Regions from separate parts of the Mus musculus genome. Here all the other regions are linked to region 2. The links are chromatin contacts, called in public HiChIP or PLAC-seq and promoter capture Hi-C maps. All regions are on one chromosome and are shown on one strand. Each heading gives the region's core, a stretch centred on a gene start, on an enhancer-like site or on the middle of the called end of the contact. The rest is flanking DNA. Distances are from core to core; before and after follow the strand shown. Region 1 holds the start of Tnrc6b (trinucleotide repeat containing 6b). Region 2 has its middle 6.3 kb from the start of Gm46521. Region 3 holds the start of Fam83f (family with sequence similarity 83, member F). Region 4 overlaps Grap2 (GRB2-related adaptor protein 2). Region 5 has its middle 12 kb from the start of Apobec3.

Region 1 (4,002 bases), core at 153-2,652, 490 kb before region 2:
CTGGATACTGGTTATCCAGTATATGCCTACCTGTAGAGACTACTACTACACTGATATCCCTCCCACTTACTACATCGATACTCATGCTATACAAGTGTCTCCATGCTCTGCTCTTTAAGGAGCGTTCAAAACCCACGGCGAACACATAGTTTTAAAGTCAAGAACTGAAATCTCCCACAAGCGAAGAGAAACATTTCACAAAAGGCTAGGATGTGTGATTTTTGTACAGCTTACTGCTATGTTTAACTGTGAAGGAGGTACAAATGATGTTTTTATTCACGGAGTCTTGGTTGGTACTCTTTATTCAGAATCCAAGCAGCCCAAAGACACAGGAGAAAGCTTGAAGCTCAAAGTCTCAGACGGGTGACCTGCGTCCAAGACTAAGGATGGATGAGACGGCTGCTGTTCTTGGGTGTCGTGATAGCCACTGTAGTGAATTTCACTGGACCAGATATTTATTTAGCCATCATGGACTAACAAATCCGTTAGTTTGGAATTAAAGGGCACCTTACCAGCATTAGGTAGCAAACCCTTCCCAAGGCTCTTTCCAAATCTGTCATCCCTCCGCCCCTCGCCCCTCGTCTGTTTCCTCATCCAAAGTGAGCATCGCCTCGCCACAGCACCCCACCCCCGACCGCACGCAGCTCTCGCGGGATGCCCGTGGAACCTCGCTATCGGGGTCCAGCACATAAGCCTGCACGCCCGCCGCGCGGGGACACCGGATGCTCGCGCCCCACCGCCTGGCATTTGCAGCTCAGAGGGCCCTAGGCGACACGAAGCGCTCGGACAGCCACCGGCCCACCCGGAAGCCCTTTCCTCCGCTCACACCTGCAGGCGCGTGACGCCGGTCTGTCCCGGCCCCAATACTTGGGGACACCAAGGCCCTCGCGACCGACGTGACCGCGCGTCCCTCACACACCCCTCCCCCGCCTCACGTCTGCACATTGCGATCCCACAGCGCGCCCCGGGCAAGCGCCCCGGCCCGCCGCGGCCCACTCGGGTCGCGCGCGCTCTCTCCACCCGCCCCCCCCAACCCGCCCCTCCCGCCCGGCTCGCTCCCGTCGCGCGCGCGCGCGCGCGAGGACACGCACACGCTGCACCTCAGCGGGCCGTGCCGCGCGCCCCCGAGGGCGTCCTCAGTCGCCCACCCTGGGTCGCCCCGCTCCGCTCCGCCTGGCGGCTCCCGAGAAAGGAGCAGGCCCGCGCGGCCCACGATCCTCACTCACCGCTGAGCCGCGCCGGCTCCGAGTGCGCGGCGTTCCGCTGTGGAGCCCAGCGGTGACCGCGGTCTCCGCTCCTCCGCAAGCTGTGGAGGCGTCGTCGCGGGGAGGCTGAGAGGCGAGGGGGGTCACGGTCGCTCGCTTCACCTTGCCGAAGCTCGGGGACCCCAGAAACTAAAAACAAAATAAACAAACTTTCCCCTCCGCCTCCCTCCCCCAAAACCACAACACAAACACTCTGGCGCCCGCCCACAGCCCCACTCCATTGGCCGCAGGCAGGATGCCTCTAGCTTTCACTGGTTAGCTTTCGTGCCCGTCAAGCCGCTGGTCCTCCTCCCTTAAGTCCTCGCCGCTGCCGTCTCCCCTCATTGGCTAAGTGCTTCCCGTTTGCCGAGCTGGGATTGGCTGAGCGGCCTGCGCCAATCATGAGGGGACACACCCCCTCAGCATCCCAGAGGCCGCTTCCTCGGTCGCGGACCCAGAGAGACGAAGGGGAAACTAGAGCATGATGGCGGCCGAGATCACCTAGCGCAGTCATCTCTTCCCCCTTTTTTAGCTCACTAATGCCTCTCTCAGGGGCTGTTTCCCCCAAGCTCCTTTCACCATTCGAGACTGCACTAATAACGGAATCTATACGTGCAGGCTCCTTGATTTATCCCCTCCGAATTGCTGAGTGTGGGTTGGTTGTGCGTCATTGGACTGTCAGGGTGTCGCTCCCAAGTCACATCCTTAAGCTATTGGTGGATCAGCCAGAAAGCGGCCAACAACAAGGGCCCATGCCATTGGTTTGATTCCACTGTTTCCCCCACCCCCCTACCCCGGCCTCTTATTGGGCACTTCCGTGTTGTCCGTCAGATCCGGATTCTCCACACTACGTTTTGGCTGAGGAGCGGGGCATCTTTAGTCATTGAAAGTTGACAGTGATAACTACTATCATTTATTGTATTTTATTCCAAATACGGTCCCCAATTCTTTACAGAAACTATTCTGATTAAACAGTAATTTTACAGGAAGCAAAGCCAAAAGAGGTTAAGAGACTTATCCAAGGTCACCCATTTAGAAAGAAGTTTTGGGACATAAGGTGGTTTCTAGGCCTGTCTGACTCGTTTCTATACATGCCTTAGTATCTCTGAATAGTATCCGTCCGTCAACCCAGTATCTTAAAACTGTTTCCTTCAGAACCTAAATTACTCAGTTTCTGGCAATTAGAAACCTTGTCATTAACATTATTGGAGACTAACTTTAGAAAGATTGTCATCATATCCTCCTAGGCACCATTCTTCCCTGTTCTAAGTTAAACAGTATATTTTTCCTGACAAGAAGCACGTATAAAATCTATATTCTGTTTCTTTGTCTTTGTAAATGGTCATTTTTTTACCATACTTATGTGCCCAAGCAACACTCATACACACCTCTGACCATCTTTAGCTTGTTCCTTTGAAAGAATAAAGAATTCGAAATTAGGAGAAATTAAGTCTAGAGTGAGATAAAGAATCCATCCCTTTAGAAATAATTGATTGCATGCAAATGGAACAGTCCTCTGCCTCCAGGAAAGCTTCCAGAGCCGCTGATGTCGAGCAAGCCATGTGTGTTCTCCTGGCTTCTGGCCACAGGATTCTTTCTCTGTGACAGCTTTAATGGAAGCGACTCCACATTTCAGCCAGGGGAGGGCAGAATGCTTAAGACCCACTGCCAGAGTACCAGCCTCCAGCCTCTGGGACCGAAACGATCTCCAGGAACCTATGCTGGACTCTAACCCACATCTGGGCATGTTAGCGTATTACCATCCCAAATCCCTGTCCCTTGTAGGTGAGGGGGTTCATAGCCCTTGTTCCCCTTCCCTATCCAAGCTGTTGTGTAATCTCACTGGCACTGGCTTAACAATGAAACAGCCATTGTAACACAGCAGTAGGCTCAGCACTTACACCCTTCCAGCAGAGGAAGACAAGGTATTTCACAAACATCAACTAAGAGCAAATGGCAGGTATTCCTAGGATAATTCAAGGGCAGGAGAGAAATCATAAGTCAAAGTCTAATAAAGGACCTAAAGAGGTGAAATCTGATGACTCCAAGCACAGAGTTCACACTAGCGTTCAAAACAGAGATCAGAAACCAGAAAACACAGTGAGAAATGTCAAGGGTTCAGACCTTCCCAGCCTTCAGAGTTGATTGTTTTTATGTTACTTAAAAATATTTACTTCTATGTTTATTCACATGTATGTGCATTTGTATCTATGTTGAGTGTGTGTGTGTGTGTGTGTGTGTGTGTGTTGCCATGGAAGCCAGAAGATGACTCTGGGTGTCCTGGAACTGGAATAGAGTCCATTATGAACGGCCTCCAGCACTGATGTTGAGAATCAGACTCAGGTCCTCTGGAAACACAGCAAATGTTTTTTAACCGCTAAGCCACTGTCTCCATCACCTCAGTCTTAATCCTCAAGATAATGGTTGGTTTTCTATGAATTATTGGGCAAATCCCTGTTGTAAGTTCTTTGAAATAGTTTTCTTTCTTCATCTTGTGTCCCTTGATATCGATCTGTCTATAAAAGATTCCCCCCAATAACTTATTGTTCAGTAATTACATAGTGAGTTTATTAAGAACTTTCCTAAGGTCCAAGGGTGGCTCCACAGATTAAAAAAAGAAAATCTCCTTTGTGCCAGGGCCCTCACTGTTGTGGAGTAGGCAGCAGGTAAAGCAATCACAGTGAACTGCTGGAGACTGTGTCCTGGGAGAACGCCGAAGGACTGGGGACCCAGTCTGGGAAGGATGTGGTTCTTGACT
Region 2 (4,288 bases), core at 737-3,236:
TCAGACAGCTATTGAAGTATACCAGGAGCTGTTTGTCCTCAAGTGTAGGAGACAGGCACAGAAAAGAGGCCAAGTAGAAAGGCCAATGTAGATATAGTACTGGAGACGTCGTGGAAGCCCAGAGCCTCAGCCTAGCCTGTGGTTCAGGAAGGCATAGCAGAGACAATTAACCTTGCGAAGTCTGAAGAACCTGCCACTGTGTGGCGCCTTAGAGAGCCAGAATTACGCGTAAAATGAAGACACAAAAGTTCTGGGCCATGAAGATGGCACTCGGGAACTTACCATGGAATGGCCTCCTTAGATGACTTGAAATGCCCTGGGTGGTGCCCAGGAGAAAATTCAACAGAAAAACTTGTTTCAAAAGAACAGAAAGCCCCAGGGGTACCGGTGATAAGGGGTGTCACCTGGGCAGACTGGCAGGGTTTTTTTGTTTTTTGTTTTTTTCATATGTATGCATATGGTGTGTGTGCATATGCAGATTAGAGGTTAGCTGGGGAGTGGTGGCACAAGCCTTTAATCCCAGCAGAGGATAGGTGGATTTCTGAGTTCAAGGCCAGCCTGGTCTACAAAGTGAGTTTCAGGACAGCCAGGGCTACACAAAGAAACCCTGTCTCAAAAAAAAAAAAAAAAAAAAAGAGAGAGACAGAGAGAGAGATTAAAGGTTGATGCAGGGTCTTTCAAACCATATTTCTTGAGGCAGGTTTCCCACCGGACCCCAGAGCTTTCTGATTTACCTAGTCTAGCTCACTTGCTTCGGGGAATTCCTGTCTCCACTTCCTGAGGCTTACAGGTTGACCACCACACCTGCCTGGCATTTACATGAATACTGGGGATTTGAACTCTGGTCTTCGTGCTTGTACAACAAGTACTTTCTCTACTGGGTCCTCTCCCCACCCCCACCAGTGAGCTTTGAGCCCTGCCCCACTTCTTCTGCTTTCCCCAGTTAAAAGAGGGAACTCTGCATAACTTATGTAAATTTGATTTAAATGTGATTTTTGGCTACTGGGCTGGAGTGGTGCACATCTTTAGTGATCTCAGGACTCAGGAGGCAAAGGCAGGTAGATCTGTAAGTTTGAGGCCAGCCTGGTCTAAAGAGAAACCTGTCTCAATAGACAGACAAAAAGTTTCAAAAATTAAATAATGTGTGCCAAGCATGGTGGTGTAGATGTGAGTGTGTGTGAATGTGTGTGTGTGTGTGTGTGTGTGTGTGTGTGTGTGAGTGTGGGGGTGGGGATAGGGAGGTGTACTGTTGGTATTGGTGTTGTCTTAGTATTTACCCCTGGTTGTCTCGGAACTCAATGTGTAGGCTAAACTGGCCTTGAATTCACAGAGATCTGACTGCTTTTCTCTCTGCCTCCTGAGTGCTGGGATTAAAGGTGTGTAATACCGTATCTGAGTGTTTCTTTTTTCTTTGTAGGTTTTTTGTTTGGTTATTTTTGGGGTTTTGTTTTGTTTTTGTTTTAGACTGGGTCACATGCAGTCCAAGCTGGCCTCATACTCCTGGGTTGTTGAGTCATATCTGTCCCAGGCACATAAAAGCCATTCCAAAACATTCCAAAAGAGTAGCTACTGTTTGTGTGTGTGTGTACCTCAGGATACCTCCCCATATCCAGCTGATGGCACTGGATAAATGAGTGGTCAAGACCAGGATGGAGAGGACAGGGAAGTAATCTCAGATGGAAGCTGAGTTCCACACTGGCCCTGCCGAGTCTCAGGAGACCTCGATGCCTTGGGACCCTTGCAACAGGCAGCTGACCAGGGAGCTGGGCGCTGAGTAGGGAGGGCTCCCTGGAGAGGTGCAACCAGCCCTACTTTGTTGGGGATTGAGATCCACAGGCAGAGCAGACAGATTTCTAGGAAGATAAGAAGGTCAGCAGGACAATGAAGAAGCGGGAAGAGGCAAAGAAAAACAGATGAGTCACAGGGGCGAAGGGAAGAAGCCCAGGGAGGAAATGCATGACCCGTGTGTCACGTATACCACATCGAAGGAGGGGGAGGGGCACAGGGGATTTTTAAACCTCCACCAAGCTCAGACTCTGCTGCCAGGCGCATGCGCGCGCGCACACACAACTGCCCACCGCAGCTGGAGACCTGTAATACACACACCCCATCTGACAGATGAGCATCCAGGAGCCGGACGTGAGCAAGGGAGGGCTGCTAGGTGCTGAGGAGACCGGACATAGACAGCTGAGGTGCCAAGGGTGACATCTTGTCCTCATTTCTTTCAGAAAACTATCTGTTCTCTTCCTTGACTAGTAAAGGCTCAACTCTGACTTTCCTAAGCGTCTAAACTGATCTGAGATTCCACCCAAGTCATCCAGATCTGCTCAGGATGGTCAACAGACCTAACGGAAGCCAACAAGATCCAAGCCCAAGAGTTTATTTTGTTTGGGGGTTTTGGTTTTTCAAGACAAGGTTTCTCCGTGTAGTCCTAGCTGTCCTGAAACTCTGACAAGCAGGCTGGCCTCAAACTCAGAAATCCACCTGCCTCTGCCTCTCAGGTGCTGGGATTAAAGGTGTGCATCACCATGCCTGGCTCAGAAAATTTTTAAAGATTTTCATTTGTATTGATTTTTCAAAACAGGGTTTCTCCTGTAGTACTTGCTATCCTGGAACTCTCTGTAGACCAGGTTGGCTTCAAACTCAGGTCCCAAGAGATGCTCCTGCCTCTGACTCCTGAGAGCTGGGATTAAAGGCACACATCACCATCACCTAGCCAAGATTTGTCTTTCTTAATCTTATGAGTATTTTGTCTGTGTCTAAGTAAGGACACTGCAAACTTGTACTGGTGCCCACAGAGACCAGAAGAGAGCTCTAGGTCCCCTGAAACTGGAGTTACACATGGCTGTGGTAACTTGTGGGTGCTGGATATCAAACTCATGTCCCCTTAGAAAGCAACCCTTGTTAAGCTCTGAGCAGTCTCTCCAGGCCCACTAGCTTTACTTTGAGAAAGATCTAGTAAGTAACAAAATCTTGGCTAACCTGGAACTCTGTATGTAGACCAGGATGGCCTCAAACTTATAACAGTGTTCCTACCTCTATCTCTCAAATGCTGAGATTATGGAAGCACACCACCGTGCCCAGCTCAAGCACAAGACTGTGTGCCTGCACAGATGTGCACACAAGCAGATGTGCACTGGTTCACATGTGCATGTAGAGGCTAAGGTCCATGTCCAGTGTCATCTTTAGTCACTTCTCTACCTTGTTTTTAATTTTTTTTATGTATATGAGTACACTGTCGCTGTCTTCAGACACACCAGAAAAGGCATCAGATCCCATTACAGACGGTTGTTAGCCACGTGGTTGCTGGGAATTGAACTCAGGACCTCTGGAAGAGCAGTCAGTGCTCTTAACTACTGAGCCATCTCTCCAGCCCTCCACCTTATTTATTTATTCATATTTGAGACAGGGTGTCTCACTGAAGCTGGAGTTCACCCATTAGCTCGACTGCCTGGCCAGCAAACTCCAGGAACCCGTCTGCCTTCCCAGTCCTAGGGATGCTAGATATGTGCCACTGAGCCTAGCTTGTTTGTTTCTGTGGCCCTGATCCCTGGACTCCAGGTACTTTACCAACCAAGCCATCTTCCAAGTCTCCAGGCGCAGGGCTGTTAGGGAAAAGAACCTGTTCCTTCTGTCTGAAGAAAAGAGAAAGTGAAGCTGGGAGCTGTTGCAACCATCTCAGAAGCTCGAAGACTAACGGTACAGGGACAGCTCGCAAAGTCGAGGCCAGTGAGCTATGGAGCCGGATGGCATTGCACTGACAAATGGCCGGTACGTCAAGCTGCGAGGTCACCAACACCACCTGACGCTTGACTGTCAGCAAGCCAGCAAGTTCCTTCTCTGCCTTGGTAGTTTGGGTTGGTTTTCTTGTCATTAAAAACAAATGTATCAGTTGCTTACAAGTCTGATGGAACTCAGTCTCATTAAAGCACCTCAAAGCTTTTCAAAGAGAGTTCTAGGACAGCCAGGACCACCAAGTAAGATCCTGTCTCAAAGAAACCTTATTTTTACATATATATATATATACATACATATATATATGTGTGTGTGTGTGTCTATATATATATATACCATATATATATGGGTGCAGAAGGGGCTATCAGGTCCCATGGAGCTAGAGTTACAAGTGTTTGTAAGTTGCCTGATGTGGGTGCTAGGGACCAAACTCTGGCCTGTGATCAAGACCAGCAAGTGTTCTTAACCACCGAGCCATCTCTCCAGACCTAGAATTTATTTTTACACTTAGTTATGTATATGTGTGTCTGTGTGGGGGTTTGTAGACATGAAG
Region 3 (3,997 bases), core at 886-3,385, 450 kb before region 2:
GAAAGCAAATGACCAAAAACACAGTGGGTGACATGTCACAAGCTAAGTAAATTAGTTTGGTGAATGTTACGGAATGTTTCACCATCAGTCCTGACCCTTGACTCCAGCTACAATCCACTGCCACCCACTTCCTTATCCTGTGTGTGTGTGTGTGTGTGTGTGTGTGTGTGTGTTCAGTCTTGCCTTTTTTTTCTTTTTCAGCAGAGTGTAGCACACAAAGAAAGCTTAGTCACACAAGGAACAATTATCTAGAGGGAAGGTGGAAGGAAGGACAGTGAAAAGCTAACTTCTCTGGCAAGCATCTCGTCCACAGCCAGGCCACGCCTCCCAGAAAGAAGAGACCTTCACTGTCCTTCCTAGCATCTCTTTTGTTTGGCCTCCAGGATAAAGATGGCTGTAATTACACTCACAAAGTTAGGTAACAACAGTGGACCCAAGCCTCTAGTTGCACATTCTGATCTGGGCATCAAAGGTTGTTGGCGTTGCTTAATAAATCCCAGTGGCCTGGGGGTGGGGGATGCTTGCCCTCAACCCTGACTACCTGCATTCAACTTTAAGAACCCACATACATGGTAGCAGGAGAGAACAGACTCCCCAAAGATGTCCTTTGACATCCATATGTGCCAGGACACCCCAAACACAATACATGCATGGGATAAAAGTATGTCTATCACCTCTCAGTCTTTAGAAGGTAAAATAATATCTGTCCCATTAAATCTGAATTTAGGTAAATGAAAAGTCACTTTTAGCATCAATGCAGCCGCCGTGCAGCTTATTTGGAATAAAAAGATACAAAAAGACCTATTTGAAGTTTGAATTTAATGCAATAGCCCACATTTTATCTGGAAACTACCCAAGTACCCAAGGGCACAGAGGAAAAGATTAGTCTTTCACCTACCCCACAGCCAGCTGTCCAACTGGTATTCTAACCAGGCTCCTTGGAAACATCTCTCAACACCCAAGCAGAGCAGATGGGCAAAGTAGGAGCCTCTTCCTGAGCTTGGTCCAGTGCTTTGTGGGAGCACCCAACACTGGGCCAAGCCACTGCTAGAGCTTAAAATAGCGTTCCTCATTCATTTGAGCCTGCTTGGGCTCTAGTGCCAAGCCCAGGAGAGGATGATAATGGGAAAGTCGGGTTGTTTGGGGGAGAAAGGCTCCTAAGAAAAGCTCATCTGGCCCAGAGGGGAAGGGAGGCTATTACCAACTTCATGCGATTGTGAAGATCAAATAGGGAAACGGCCGAGGATACGCCTTGTAAATAAATCCCTGGTGATAGTTCATGATCAAGCCCTTTGAGTGGCTAGTTTAGCACAGGGCCTCACAACTGTCACACTGCCCAAGGAAGATGGATGGTGACAGAGGTATACCAACACAAGGCTAGCGCACCTAGACACTGTAGTAAGAAAAACCAGTGCTTTGCCACGAACTTACACATCCATCTTTCAAAAGGTCTCATCACAGCTGCACAAGGTGAGCGCCAGCGGGGGTCCATTTCCCAGAGGATGGTGAGAGTGGCCCGCAAGTGAGACCAGGCAGGGGAGTGTGTGTGTGTGTGGGGGGTCCCTCTGGTGCAGGACTGGGGCCCGAGGCCTACCTTCTGGGCCTGCTGGATCATCTGCCTGACCACCTGCTTCAGGTGCGGTGCCTTCTCTTCTTTGGGCGGGTGGGTGAAGAGCGTGACTCGGCTCACACCGCGGTAGAAGTTGGTGTCTGTCCACCCCAGGTCCAGTGGGGGCACTTCGGTGTCCGAGCGGTCTGGCCAGTAGGCCAGGGACTCAGTGGGCTGGGCCGGGACCTTGGCCTTGGCCTTAGCCTTGGCACGGGTGCTGGAGACTGCCTCCTCGTAGGGGCTCCAGGCGGCGCAGAGGGCCTGGCGCTCCTGGCTGGAGAGGAAGTCCCGCAGCCGCTCCTTCTTGACCAGTTCGCGGTAGGCCTGCTCGCCTCCACCCAGCAGCGCCTCCAGCGCGGCCCGCCGCCTCTCGCAGTAGTAGAAAGCTGCATGTGCCTCGGTCACCCTCTCGTTCACGTGCGCCTCGTCCAGGCAGCTCAGTTGGGACTCGGCCATGGCGCCCCAGCCCTGTCCCGGGGCCCCAGGCTCGGACCCTGCTGTCCCCACCGCCGCACCTGGAGCGCTCGAGGGGCGGGGCGCCTCACCTGGCCGCGAGGTCCGCCTCGGCCCGCCCAGCGATCGCCAGTCGGCCAATCGGCGCGGGCCCCGGTGCGGGCGCGGCCGTCGGGCGGAGAGGGACCGCCGCCTCTGCAGGGCTTGCGGGGACCTCACGGGCGGCTCAGCCGACGCCCTGCGTCTCTGGCCTACTTAGCCCGGCTGGGGTGCAGAGTGTCGGCGTGGAAGTGAAAGCCCGGCTGTGGTCAGAGGCACGTGCGGCCTTTGAGTCACGCCCGCCTCCCAGCTGCGACCCATCAGTGCAGGGAAGGTCGGCGACCTGACCCCTTTACGCCTCCAGCACCCTCGGGACTCAGCCCCGCGGGTACAGCCTCATCTTCCCGCAGGCAGGGCCCAGAGCACGTGTTCTAGTCCGGACGCCTGCGGAATTTAGTAGCATCCTGACCCACTCCGGCCTTCAGGGTCCAAGTGTGTGTGCTGTTGGGCTAGATCGTCGGACTGTGTAGGGGGCAGTCTGTGTGGGAAAGCAAAGATGCTAATGAAATCCCTAGTTCTCCCGCCCACGCGTCCCAGTTCTGAGATCAGAGGCCTCCAGGGGCTGTCAATTCAACACCAACACCGTCACTACAAAATTTTTTTCTCCTAAAAGAATCACCCAAATAGCAAAGATGTAAGCAGGAGGCAGTGGATTTGCCCCTCATTTTAATTTGAAGTGGTGTGTGCGTGTGTTTGGGCCTGATAGGCTGCCAGAGGCCTGATTACTATATTAGCGATTCAAAATACATGTTTGAGCCCAAGGAAGGAAGCTGAGCACAGACACGCGCGTGCACACCACCACCATCACCACCAGAGGATCTGCTGTTTCCCATTGGATTAAATACAATCTTCTTAGTCATTAACATATTATTTTGTTCGTGTGCTGCTGTACAATTTTGATTCTCCACATTCAAAATATTTTCAGATCATAGCAACCAAAGGTTCACATTTCTCTCATTTTGTAGCACAGCGACTTGGAGCTGGAAGGAGCTTTAGAAATGAGTCCAACCCCCTCATTTCACAAACGAGGAAATTGAGGCCTAGAAATAAATGCTTTTCTATATCTCCCGAGAAAGGAGCGGCTAAGCAAAGGAACTGCTATGCTCTCTGCGGTGAGGGAGGTCCTTTCCCAACATGTGGCCTCCTTTGCTTGTTCTTATAAAGAAACAGAGGTTATTGGGGTTATTAGGGGTGTGTATGAAGGAGTCAATAGGCATCTCTCTCTCTCTCTCTCTCCCTCTCTCTCTCTCCTTCCTTCTATCTCTCTCTCACTCCTTCCTTCTCTCTCTCTCTCTCACTCCTTCTCTCTCACTCCTTCCTTCTCTCTCTCTCTCTCTCTCTCTCTCTCACTCCTTCCTTCTCTCTCTCTCTCTCTCTCTCTCCCCCTCCCTCCCTCCCTCCTCTGTGCTTGGGATAAAACTCAGGGCTTTGGAAAATTAGGAAAGGGCTCTTTCATTGATCTATACCCCACAGCCCCGTTGATGGTCTGGAGAAATGAGTGTTTAGATTGTCTGCAGGGATTGGAGACATGGTTAAGAGCACTGGATGCTTCCCAAAGGACGTGGGCCTATATGGTGGCACACAACCATCAATAGCTCAAGTCCCAGAGCATCTCTGACACTCTCTTCTGTTCTCTTCAGGCACTTGCTATGCATATGGTACATAGACATAACTGCAAACAAAACATCCATACACATAACAATTTTTTTAAAAAATTAATAAAAAAGTAAACTGCAGGGTTTGTGACAATAGTCACTGCTGGCATTGGGGATGTCGAGTAACAGCAAACCTGCCTGTTCCCTCAAATGTTCTTCACCACTCATGAGAACCAGAAGG
Region 4 (4,497 bases), core at 1,675-4,174, 430 kb before region 2:
CACCCAAACTTGTTTTTGTGATCCAGTCATACTCTGTGGCTCTAGCTAACCTACAATTCATGGTCCTTCTGCCTCCCAAGTTCTGGAAGCACCATACATGGCTCTGACTCTGATCTTTATAGTGTTATCTTCTCAAAGAAGAGTTAAGGCTGGGATCAGACAGTAGGTAGCAACTCAGAGCTAATTTTTTCTTCTTCTTCATAACATGCATGTGATTTTGTTTGTTTGTTTTAAGGTACGGTCTCACGCCGTCCATTCTGACCTGCGACCCACTCCTGCGGCCTGGGATTGCACGTATGAGCTCATCTGCTAGCAAAGCCTCACTCCAAGGATCTCCAAGCCTCCAGATAAGGGTCACTGGTGAGCCTTCCAATTCCGGATTGTAGTTCATTCCAAATATTGTCAAGTTGACAACCAGGAATAGCCACTACAATCCACCCCTTGTCAACTTGACACAAATAATATCTCATGTTCACATGAAACAATAACAAGGTTGTAAATATGCCTAACATGATATAACTATCCCTCGTACAATCGCAAACGCATTAGTAAATTTACAATGGGCATTCATATTACTTTATAATCCTTTATAATCCACTCTGAAAAGCACCGAATGGTGTGTGTTCACCAGACCTACTTTCAGTCACCGAAGGGGCCTTGCGTTTACTCCCACCTTGAAAATTCTACATACAGTGGCTAAAATGTCAGCCTGTAGATTTTATGTTCACAGATTTCAGCTCCTTTGGGTAAATGACAAGCAAGGCGGTACTGGGTCACACGACGAAACGCAGCCAGTCTGTCTTTGAATGAGGCCGTGTGTGCTGCATTCCTAGAGCAACGAGCGTCCAAGTATCGCCCTGTTACACATCTTTATCAGCAACTCCTGTCTGCAGGGTTTTGGATCTGGACATTCTAATTGCTAGGTAGTGCTAGCTGATTGCTGTTTTAATCGGTAACTCCCTAAAGGTGTGTGGTGCATCTTGAAAGGATGCTTGCTGCCTTCTATACCTCGTCCTCAGGGAGGTCTGTTTGGGTCTTTTAATTTTTTTTTTTTTTTATTTTTTTGCTAAGCTGTGTATTTCTTCTAATTGAGTTTCAAAGGTGACAGTCCTGGGGTTGGAGGGATGACTTGGTGGTTCAGAACACTGGCTGTTCTTCCCAAGGACCCTGGTCAAATTACCAGCACCCACATGATGACTCTTAATCTACTGGCTGGAATGCCAGGCACACACATGGTACACAGATGGACATGCAGGCAGTACATTCGCAATAAAATAATTTTTATTAGAAATATTAGAAATAAGAAGGATAAAATATTTTTAGAATTATATTAAAAAGTGGCAATTATGTTTCTACACTGAGCTCCCAGTTCATAAAGTTTGTGTAGTAATGCCATATGCATGTCTCTCTCTCTCTCTCTCTCTCTCTCTCTCTCTCTTTCTCCTTCAAGGTAGGACCTCATATAACCCCAGTCTATCCTCAAACTGACCATAGTTGAAGAGAACGGTGAATGGTCTGTCCACCTGCCTCCACTTCCCAAGAGCTAGGATTACAGTCATGCACCACCACACTTGGCTTGTGTGGCACTGGGGATTTGAACCCAGGGCTTCATGCATGCTAGGCAAGCACTCTATCTATTTAACCTTGGTCCCAGCCTAAAGATGCCTTTTTTAAAAAGTAATTTTTTAGTTTTATTGTGACATCTTCATTTATACATGTCATTACACTGAATCCTTATTCCTTTTTCCACACTCTTCCCCTTTCCTTCTCTGCCCCTCCTGCTCCTCATCCGCCTCCTGACACACAGTTCCCCCTTTAGCCGTCATAGAATATATAAATATAATATTAAAATTCAAATAAGATACTTTGTATAAAATTGTAGGTATATTATTGCCTTTTCTGCTTTCTCCCTCCCCTAAGCTGTCTTCGGCAAATGTTTTCTTGAAGGCTGTGGCTCTCTTCCCGTTCCTTTGACAGGCAGAGTCTATATCCCAGAATTGGGAAAGAACACTAATCAGTGCTTTTCTCTTGGAGCCGCTTGCTAAGCCCTTACCAGCAGAGCCTACATTCATGTATCAGCTACTTGCTGCTCTGTGATCTGTTTGCCTTGAGCTATTCAATCTAGGTGTGGAGGCAGGTCAAGAAATCACCTGCTATAGCTCAGTGCTTTGAGTACTGGGGTAGAAGCAGAGAGATGAGGCTCCAGGGCAGCTAAAGGAGGGACAGGCATATCTGCCCTGGCAATGGGTAACTTGAATTCTGAACTAAGAATTAGCATCTGGATCCATGAGTCCTAGTAAGCTAGCTACTCACCATGCAAGTCTATTGCAGTCCCTTGTTTTAAGTATCAGTCGCAAGCTGGGTGTGGAGGCACACAGGTATAATCCCAGCACTTGAGAAATGAAACATCAGAATTTCAAGGCCATCCTCTGCAACGTGTCTAATTCAAGGCTGCATGAGTCCCTCTTTCAGACAAACCAACTAAATAAAAATTTTAAAGTGCAATAACCGGGCACTGGAGCGATGGCTTGGCAGTTAAGAGCGCTGGCTGCTATTCCACTGGTCCTGAGTTCAATTCCCAGCAACAATATGGTGCCTCACAACCATCTGTAATGGGACCTGATGCTCTCTTCGGTCATGCAGGCATACATGCAAATAGAGCACTCATTTACATACATACATAAATCTTTAAAACGACGTAAAAGCTAAGTATCCAATAGCTGCGCTTGGTGAGTGGCCACCGTGCTGAACAGAACAGTCGCAGAACTAATTTATCATCATTTTAGTCTAAAAAGCAAAAACAGTAAAGACAAAGCGGGAGAAAGTCATTCTAAGCAAAAGGGAAAGAAGGTGGGGAAGTCAGAGAGACTGGAGACAGGATGACTCATCCTGGGGCCACAGTGGGGCTGACTGAGAAGGCTCAGGAGAGGAAAGCTGGGGATGTGACTGCAGCAGGCCGATGACAAATGCCTTGGGTGGAATGCTAAGGACTTGAGACTGAGAACGATGGGAGCCCCTGAAGGATCCGAACAGGAGCCTGATGTCACCTGCTTCACATGTTCATAAGCTCTGTCTGGCAGCCACTGGAGGCTAGGTCAGAGGAGGCCTAAGTCGGATAGGAAGCAAGAGCAGCCACTGGCTGTAAAGTGAAACATGAGGTAGTTGTGGTGGTGCTGTGGATTGGACAGAGCAGGGAGATGTGAGTGGGGAACCCTGGGGGTGATCTTATCAGACCCCTAAGAGGTGCTATGTAAACACTTGCTGCTTTAATGACCTACCTGTGGCCAGGCTCCAACAGAGAACTGTGTGCTATGCATTGGCCCCTATGTGCTCTTTACTGCACAGATGAAGCTGCAATGTGCATCAAGGAGGGAGAGCATACAAGATGGAGAGAGAGGAAGGTTGGCATCCCTGTTCTGTCTAGTAGTGAGGGTTCAGGTGAGAAGCACATGGGAGACGGGGAGGGACCCTGGGCCCAGCTGTGCTATGCTGTTAGAACTGGGCATGGGCCAGTCTCCAACCTGCATGGATTTCCCGAGGGCAGATTCCATAGCCTGGAGGATCAGATCTTTTCACCAGCAGGGACTCGTGATCCGGGCAATCCAAAAAAACGTAGTCAGTGGAGGATTTGTGGCGCAATGGACAGGAACAGATGGGCCAGGACTCTGTAAGTACCAAGGACTCTAGAAGTACCCAGAGGAGAATCTGAGGGAAGTTGTAAAAGCTTCAGCCACATGCGTGTCACATGGAAAACCCCTTTGTGTGTACCTGTGGGTCTGGAACGCTTCAGGCACTTGGGGTGAATGAATAGACAAGATTGAACAGCTATTTCTTGTTCATTGTAGTCTGACTATTCCCGGAAAAACATAAACAAATGTCTACTCATCCAGACAGGGAACTGGTGATAGGCTGAAGTACAGACACCCCCGACATCCAGTTAAAGCAATGAGTTTATTGAGATTACCAACAGGGCATGGGTAGGGGTAACTTACAAGAGCAGATCCTACCCCAGCATGGGTGACAGCTCATGAAAACCAGAAACTGAGAGCTCACTGCACAACCTTCAGGCAGCTCAACAGGTTGGAGAGTGTCTTTTCTGGTGGCTCAAATGGTTTGAGTCTCTTCCAGGCAGTTCAGCTGGTCTCTTCTTTTTTTTTTTTTTTTTTTTTTTTTCAGGCTTTTGGCTGGTCTTTGATTATTCTGGGATGTTTTGTTTGAGAATCTTCTAAGAATCACAGCTGTCTTTGCTGCTTATATATTACAGAGGAGAAAGGGGCCTAGTTAATCTAGTCAGTTTCAGGGACTTCCTGAAGGTATTTTGAGTTGGTTACTTCCTATCTTAATGAGTTTCCTTGTAAGAGTGTTTCACCTTCTCGTTAGAGCATCTTGTCTCACCCTTTTCTCATTTTATACCTGAGTTTTCACCTTAGAGAAACACAATATCATTCATTAGACACATATCTACTGACAGCCTTCCCCATGTGCCATGAATATATA
Region 5 (4,362 bases), core at 1,657-4,156, 340 kb after region 2:
AGTTAAGAATGGAGGGAAAGGGGGACGATCAAGTGGCACAGACCTTTAATCTGGGCATTTGCAGATCTCTGAGTTCAAGGCCAACCCACATAGTAAGTTCCCTCTAAGCCAGGGCTGAACAGTGAGTCCCTATTTCACAAGACAGTAACGGAGGTAAAGAAAATTTAGAAAACAGCATATCACAGTCTAGAAATCCAGTAATATTCTCCTCTCAATGATTGAATTATTTTTACCATTTGCCTCTATTTCTTTCCTGTATGAAAGCACTCAAAACATACCCAAAACCTGTTGTAGAACCTTGAAAATAAAGTAGAAAATTAGAGTTTTACTATGTAGCCCTGCTTGGTCCTATACTCTGCCCAGATTCTACCACCTGCCCTCCTGTCTGCCCCCCCTCCCCCCGTATTACAATTTAAGCTACAATGCAAAAATAAAATCTTAGAAGCTACCACTTAGAGGAGATACCTTGCGTAGAAAGGAATGAGGAAGATTCTGATTGGTCTAGGGCTTCTGCTTTCAGGTTACTGGTTTGTTGTTGAGTATGCTTAGTTGCTATTATATTACATTGTATCTATGACTTTAAAAGGTGAATCAATGTTGCCAAATGGTTCTTTATCTATAACAACGAATACACGATGTCTAAGGGTCAGAGAGAGGGCTCACAGATAAAGGCGCTTGCGGCCAAGCGAGGGGAGCACCTAGAAGAACAGTGGGATGAGCCACCTTCAGTCTCTCCCACTCACATGATAGAAGAATATGGATGTATACAAGTTTTCTGATCTCAGTATGTATATGGGTGTGTGAAAATGCATACCAGGAACAAACATAAAATAAAAGCAACTAATCAGAAAACTGCATGGCAAGCACAAAGACTGAACAGTTCTCCAGAGCAAGCATGAGATTGGAAATGCACGTTCTAAGACAAACAAGCAACCTTCAGGGAATGATTTTACACATGCAGCCATGAATCAGCATTGCAAGGGCTAGGAGGACATTTCATTTGCTGGACTAGCAATCTCATTGCCTCTAGTTATGAATCTGTGACTGTCAAAGCCTCGGAGCATGACAGTCTGAAGCCATGGAAACAGGTTCTATTAAAGGGCTTGGGAGGTTCGTTGCTAAAGAGCTGGTCTTACAAGCCTGGAGACCCGAGTTTGGATCCCCAGAGCCAACACAAAAACCCAGGGATGATTCTCCCAGTGAATGGCAAGATGGGAGTTGGAGCCCTAGAAGCATGGGGGCCAGTCAGCCTGCCCTTTGTACTGAAGTTCCCAGCCTGTGAGAAACTCTGGTTCAGGTAAAAGGAACAGGCCTGGAGGACTAACACCCAAGTTTGTTCTTTGCCTTCTACACACACACACATACACATATACATACACACACATATACATATATGTGTGTGTGTGTATATATATATATGTGTGTGTGTGTGTGTGTGTATTTATAAATCAATTAAAAAATAACCAACTCATCCCCCAAGAATAACCACGGAAATAATGCTTTTTGTTTGTTTGAGACAGGGTCTCTCTGTGTAGCCCTGGCTGTCCTGGAACTTGTTATGTACACCAGGCTGGCCTCGAACCCAGAGATCTGCCTGCCTCTGCTGGAACTAAGCATGTGCCATGAGACCCAGTCTGGAAATAATGCTTTTAAATACAGGACTGGTTAGCCTTTCCAGGGATGTGGCCTGGTTAGGAGAGTGCTCACCTAGCACGCATGAAGCCTGGGCTTTATTCCCCAGCTCTGTGCAGCAGCTGCTCAGCTCCATCAATAGCTCCAGCTGCTGGCACCAGCTTACAGCAGTTTAGTGGACGTCCGCCAAAGCTCTGAAACACCAGCTATGTCAAGGTCTGTACCACCACCCCTGTCAAAGAGGATGCTGACCAGGAGATGAACTCTGGTGTTCTCTAACCTGGAGGCAAAGGATGGCAATGGAGAGGCCATCATGCACTACCCTGGAGTCACCTGAAATGGGGCCACCTTACTATCACACCTACGCACACCCACAGGCTACCCCTTCACCTGCATCCATTCCTCACTCACTGGACAGTACACAGCCGCTCATGCTTTATAGCTGGCATCATGAGATGGCCAACAGGGTTGGGGGTGGGGAGGCAGAGCCCCTGCAAAACAGGCGGTCGGGGCTAAGGCAGAAAGGGCACAATGCTGATACTCTTCTGCTCTCACAGAGCCCTGCTAGCATCCACTCTGACTGGGTGGGTGAGAAGATGCTCACGTTTCCTGTGGTAAAACTGGAACCTGTGGCAGCGGCAGAATGAATGAGTCTGACTTTGAAGGTAGACTCGCATGGGTTGCTGATGCCAAGTGTCCCCAAAGGAACAAAAGTCATCTATTCTGTCGTAAATGGAAGTTACATGTAAAGAGAAAAAAAAACAAACAAAAAAAACAAACAAACAAAAAAAAACCAAAACAAAACAAAAAAAACAAGTATGGTGTTGAATGCCTGATAGCCCAGCACTGAGGAGGTGGAGACAGAAGACTCCGAAAAGTTTAAGGTCATCCTTAGGTACATAGTGAGATCCAGTCTAGCCTGGGCTACAAGAGACCCTATCTCAAAACCACGAGATTAAATTAACTTGTTCCTAAAGATGCAAAATGACAGAAGACAAGGACCTCCATCCCTTGGTACCACTGTCCTCTAAGCAAATGCATACTGTCACGTCCTTGCCGAAATGTTTGCAGTTCAGCTGTTAAGATAAGGAGAAAAATGATGTTGGGTACCAGATAGGGCTGTAGAACGTTTCACGGTGTCCCATTGGGAACACACAGAACAGGAAAGGAGTTGGTGCGCACACAAGCAAGCGCACGCAGCCTTGGAGCAAGCAGATGACATTGCTCATGCGCAGTGTGCAGAGCAGCCCTTGGCACTGGTAGGCCTCCAGCGTGAAGAATGTTGCCTGGCTTGCCACCTTGTTTTTCCTGCCAAAGTTATGATAAGAGGCTTTTCACTTACAGACGATTTACTTTGTGAGTCACGGGCCAGAAATGGTGCTTTGGGATCTGAGCCAGCAAGGAAGCAGTCCTGAGCTGGGAGGAGGGGCTCTGATCTGGGAACAAAGGCCTGGGTTCCTCCCGTGGCCTTCCGCGCAGAAAAGAGTTAATGGTCACGAGTGATACATCTGGATCTTGATTCTGGTCAAAGAAAGTAATAGCTTAAAAAAACCCGGGGGGATGGGAGGACAGCCATCTCCCCCAGTCTAAAGTTGAACGCGTTCTTCAGCATGCTCTAGAAAAGCAGGTAGGGGCAGGTCAGTGTGCATTCACTCAGGGGTGACAGAACCCAATTCCAAGGGGATCAAATGATAAATGGACCGAAGGAGACCTCTGGCTCCTGCAAGCTGCAGGTGCCTTGGCTCCGGCTCCTCTTTCTACTTGTCTCTTTTCAGACCAGTTTCTTGCAGTAGGAAACCGGTGGAAACAGCAGAGATGACAAGCCCTCTTCACCATCCTGAAGAAGGAAGAGGAACTTTGTGGGGGGGGGACCCCACCCCAAATTCCTGGGGGTGGGGTGGGGTAGGGGGAACGAATTTGAGATTGATTGGACCAGCAAAAGTCATGTGCTCACTTGTGACCCAATCACAGCGTAGCTGAGAGTGGCGGTCTCTAGTATCTGGGAGGAAGGAAGGCCTCCTGGGTATGAAGCAATTATTAATGTTTAAAATGATATTTTAGGGCTTGGAAAGATGGAGCCACTGGTTAAGAGCTCATACTACATTTGCAGAAGACCTGAATTCAGTTCCCAGCATCCACAGCAATTAGCTCACAGCAATTAAGCCCACCAGGCAGAAGTAAAAGACCACCAACTCGGCTAGCCCATGGTGGTGCAGGCCTTTAATCCCAGTGAGAGGCAGAGGCTGGCAGATCTCTGTGAGTTCAAGGCCAACTTGATCTACAGAGTTGATTTCCAGTTCAGCCAAAGCGACACAGAGAAACACTGTCTCAAACTAACAAAACAAAAGACCAGCCATTCAAATGGCCAAATTGGAGCAAAAAAAAGAAAATAAAGAAAAAGAAAAAAAAATTTAAATTGTGAACAGCAGCACAGAGCTGGTCCAGCAACCGTCTGCCCTAGTGCAAGTTTTAGAGGTCGTCCCTAGATGGGGAAGATGAGGGTTTTATAGCTTAGGAGACCGGGCTTTCCGAACAGGGGCTTTGGCAGACAAAGAAGCAGGGTTACAGAAGCAGAACAAGTTGGTCATGAGGAGCTCCTGAAAGAAAGGCATGGCTGCCATTTCTTGAACAGGAAGTACAGAAATGTGTAGCTGAGGTTCTACACGGGGCATAGCTTAATCCTTGAAAGAGGTTCATCATAAACAGGAATGAACCTAGTTCAACCTTGCT

Evidence for each region. Promoter capture Hi-C pulls out the DNA fragments that hold promoters and counts their contacts. HiChIP or PLAC-seq counts read pairs in DNA pulled down with a chosen protein or histone mark.
Region 1: an H3K4me3 HiChIP or PLAC-seq map of the SCID.adh cell line shows a contact between it and region 2, with 16 read pairs. The contact joins the promoter of Tnrc6b here to the enhancer-like site in region 2. A contact is called at or near these places in 2 of 39 promoter capture datasets (the SN4741 cell line and embryonic stem cells), 5 of 15 datasets of contacts at CTCF or cohesin (the NIH/3T3 cell line, embryonic stem cells, large pre-B cells and 2 more), 37 of 484 Hi-C or Micro-C datasets (B cells, the BV-2 cell line, the Ba/F3 cell line and 23 more), 26 of 115 datasets of contacts at active chromatin or transcription factors (the HPC-7 cell line, the SCID.adh cell line, T-cell acute lymphoblastic leukemia and 18 more) and 2 of 9 other capture datasets (embryonic stem cells and liver).
Region 3: a promoter capture Hi-C map of stem cell-derived epiblast-like cells shows a contact between it and region 2, with 2.6 times the contacts expected there. The contact joins the promoter of Fam83f here to the enhancer-like site in region 2. A contact is called at or near these places in 6 of 39 promoter capture datasets (the C10 cell line, fetal liver, hematopoietic stem and progenitor cells and 3 more), 1 of 15 datasets of contacts at CTCF or cohesin (large pre-B cells), 3 of 484 Hi-C or Micro-C datasets (all in the G1E-ER4 cell line), 5 of 115 datasets of contacts at active chromatin or transcription factors (bone marrow-derived macrophages, embryonic basal ganglia, embryonic forebrain and 2 more) and 2 of 9 other capture datasets (adipose tissue and embryonic stem cells).
Region 4: a contact with region 2 is called in a CTCF HiChIP or PLAC-seq map of the NIH/3T3 cell line, with 5 read pairs. The contact joins two enhancer-like sites. A contact is called at or near these places in 1 of 39 promoter capture datasets (stem cell-derived epiblast-like cells), 1 of 15 datasets of contacts at CTCF or cohesin (the NIH/3T3 cell line), 1 of 484 Hi-C or Micro-C datasets (nephron progenitors), 1 of 115 datasets of contacts at active chromatin or transcription factors (bone marrow-derived macrophages) and 1 of 9 other capture datasets (embryonic stem cells).
Region 5: a contact with region 2 is called in a FOXA1 HiChIP or PLAC-seq map of pancreatic cancer cells. The contact joins two enhancer-like sites. A contact is called at or near these places in 1 of 484 Hi-C or Micro-C datasets (Th1 cells) and 2 of 115 datasets of contacts at active chromatin or transcription factors (embryonic limb bud and pancreatic cancer cells).

What each region holds. Positions count from the first base shown.
Region 1 is chr15:80,708,713-80,712,714 of GRCm38.p6, reverse strand. Tnrc6b (trinucleotide repeat containing 6b) reads right to left here and starts at 1,402. Exons shown (of 25, transcript NM_144812.3): 1 at 1,227-1,402.
Region 2 is chr15:80,217,134-80,221,421 of GRCm38.p6, reverse strand. No RefSeq gene overlaps it. Among named protein-coding and RNA genes, the nearest start is that of Gm46521, 6.3 kb to the left of the region's middle. Within about 2 kb of position 1,986, at least 161 of the 459 cell types and tissues checked have an H3K27ac peak or open chromatin away from gene starts, as enhancers often do. A contact at or near this core is called in the BV-2 cell line, the Ba/F3 cell line, CD8 T cells and 20 more, where this site is marked.
Region 3 is chr15:80,669,985-80,673,981 of GRCm38.p6, reverse strand. It overlaps Fam83f (family with sequence similarity 83, member F), which reads right to left and starts at 2,135. Exons shown (of 5, transcript NM_145986.2): 1 at 1,595-2,135. The coding sequence starts at 2,065.
Region 4 is chr15:80,652,483-80,656,979 of GRCm38.p6, reverse strand. It overlaps Grap2 (GRB2-related adaptor protein 2), which reads right to left. Exons shown (of 8, transcript NM_001289442.1): 8 at 4,126-4,497. Among named protein-coding and RNA genes, the nearest start is that of Mir6957, 8.7 kb to the right of the region's middle. Within about 2 kb of position 2,924, at least 33 of the 459 cell types and tissues checked have an H3K27ac peak or open chromatin away from gene starts, as enhancers often do. A contact at or near this core is called in the NIH/3T3 cell line and bone marrow-derived macrophages, where this site is marked.
Region 5 is chr15:79,878,100-79,882,461 of GRCm38.p6, reverse strand. No RefSeq gene overlaps it. Among named protein-coding and RNA genes, the nearest start is that of Apobec3, 12 kb to the left of the region's middle. Within about 2 kb of position 2,906, at least 122 of the 459 cell types and tissues checked have an H3K27ac peak or open chromatin away from gene starts, as enhancers often do. A contact at or near this core is called in pancreatic cancer cells, where this site is marked.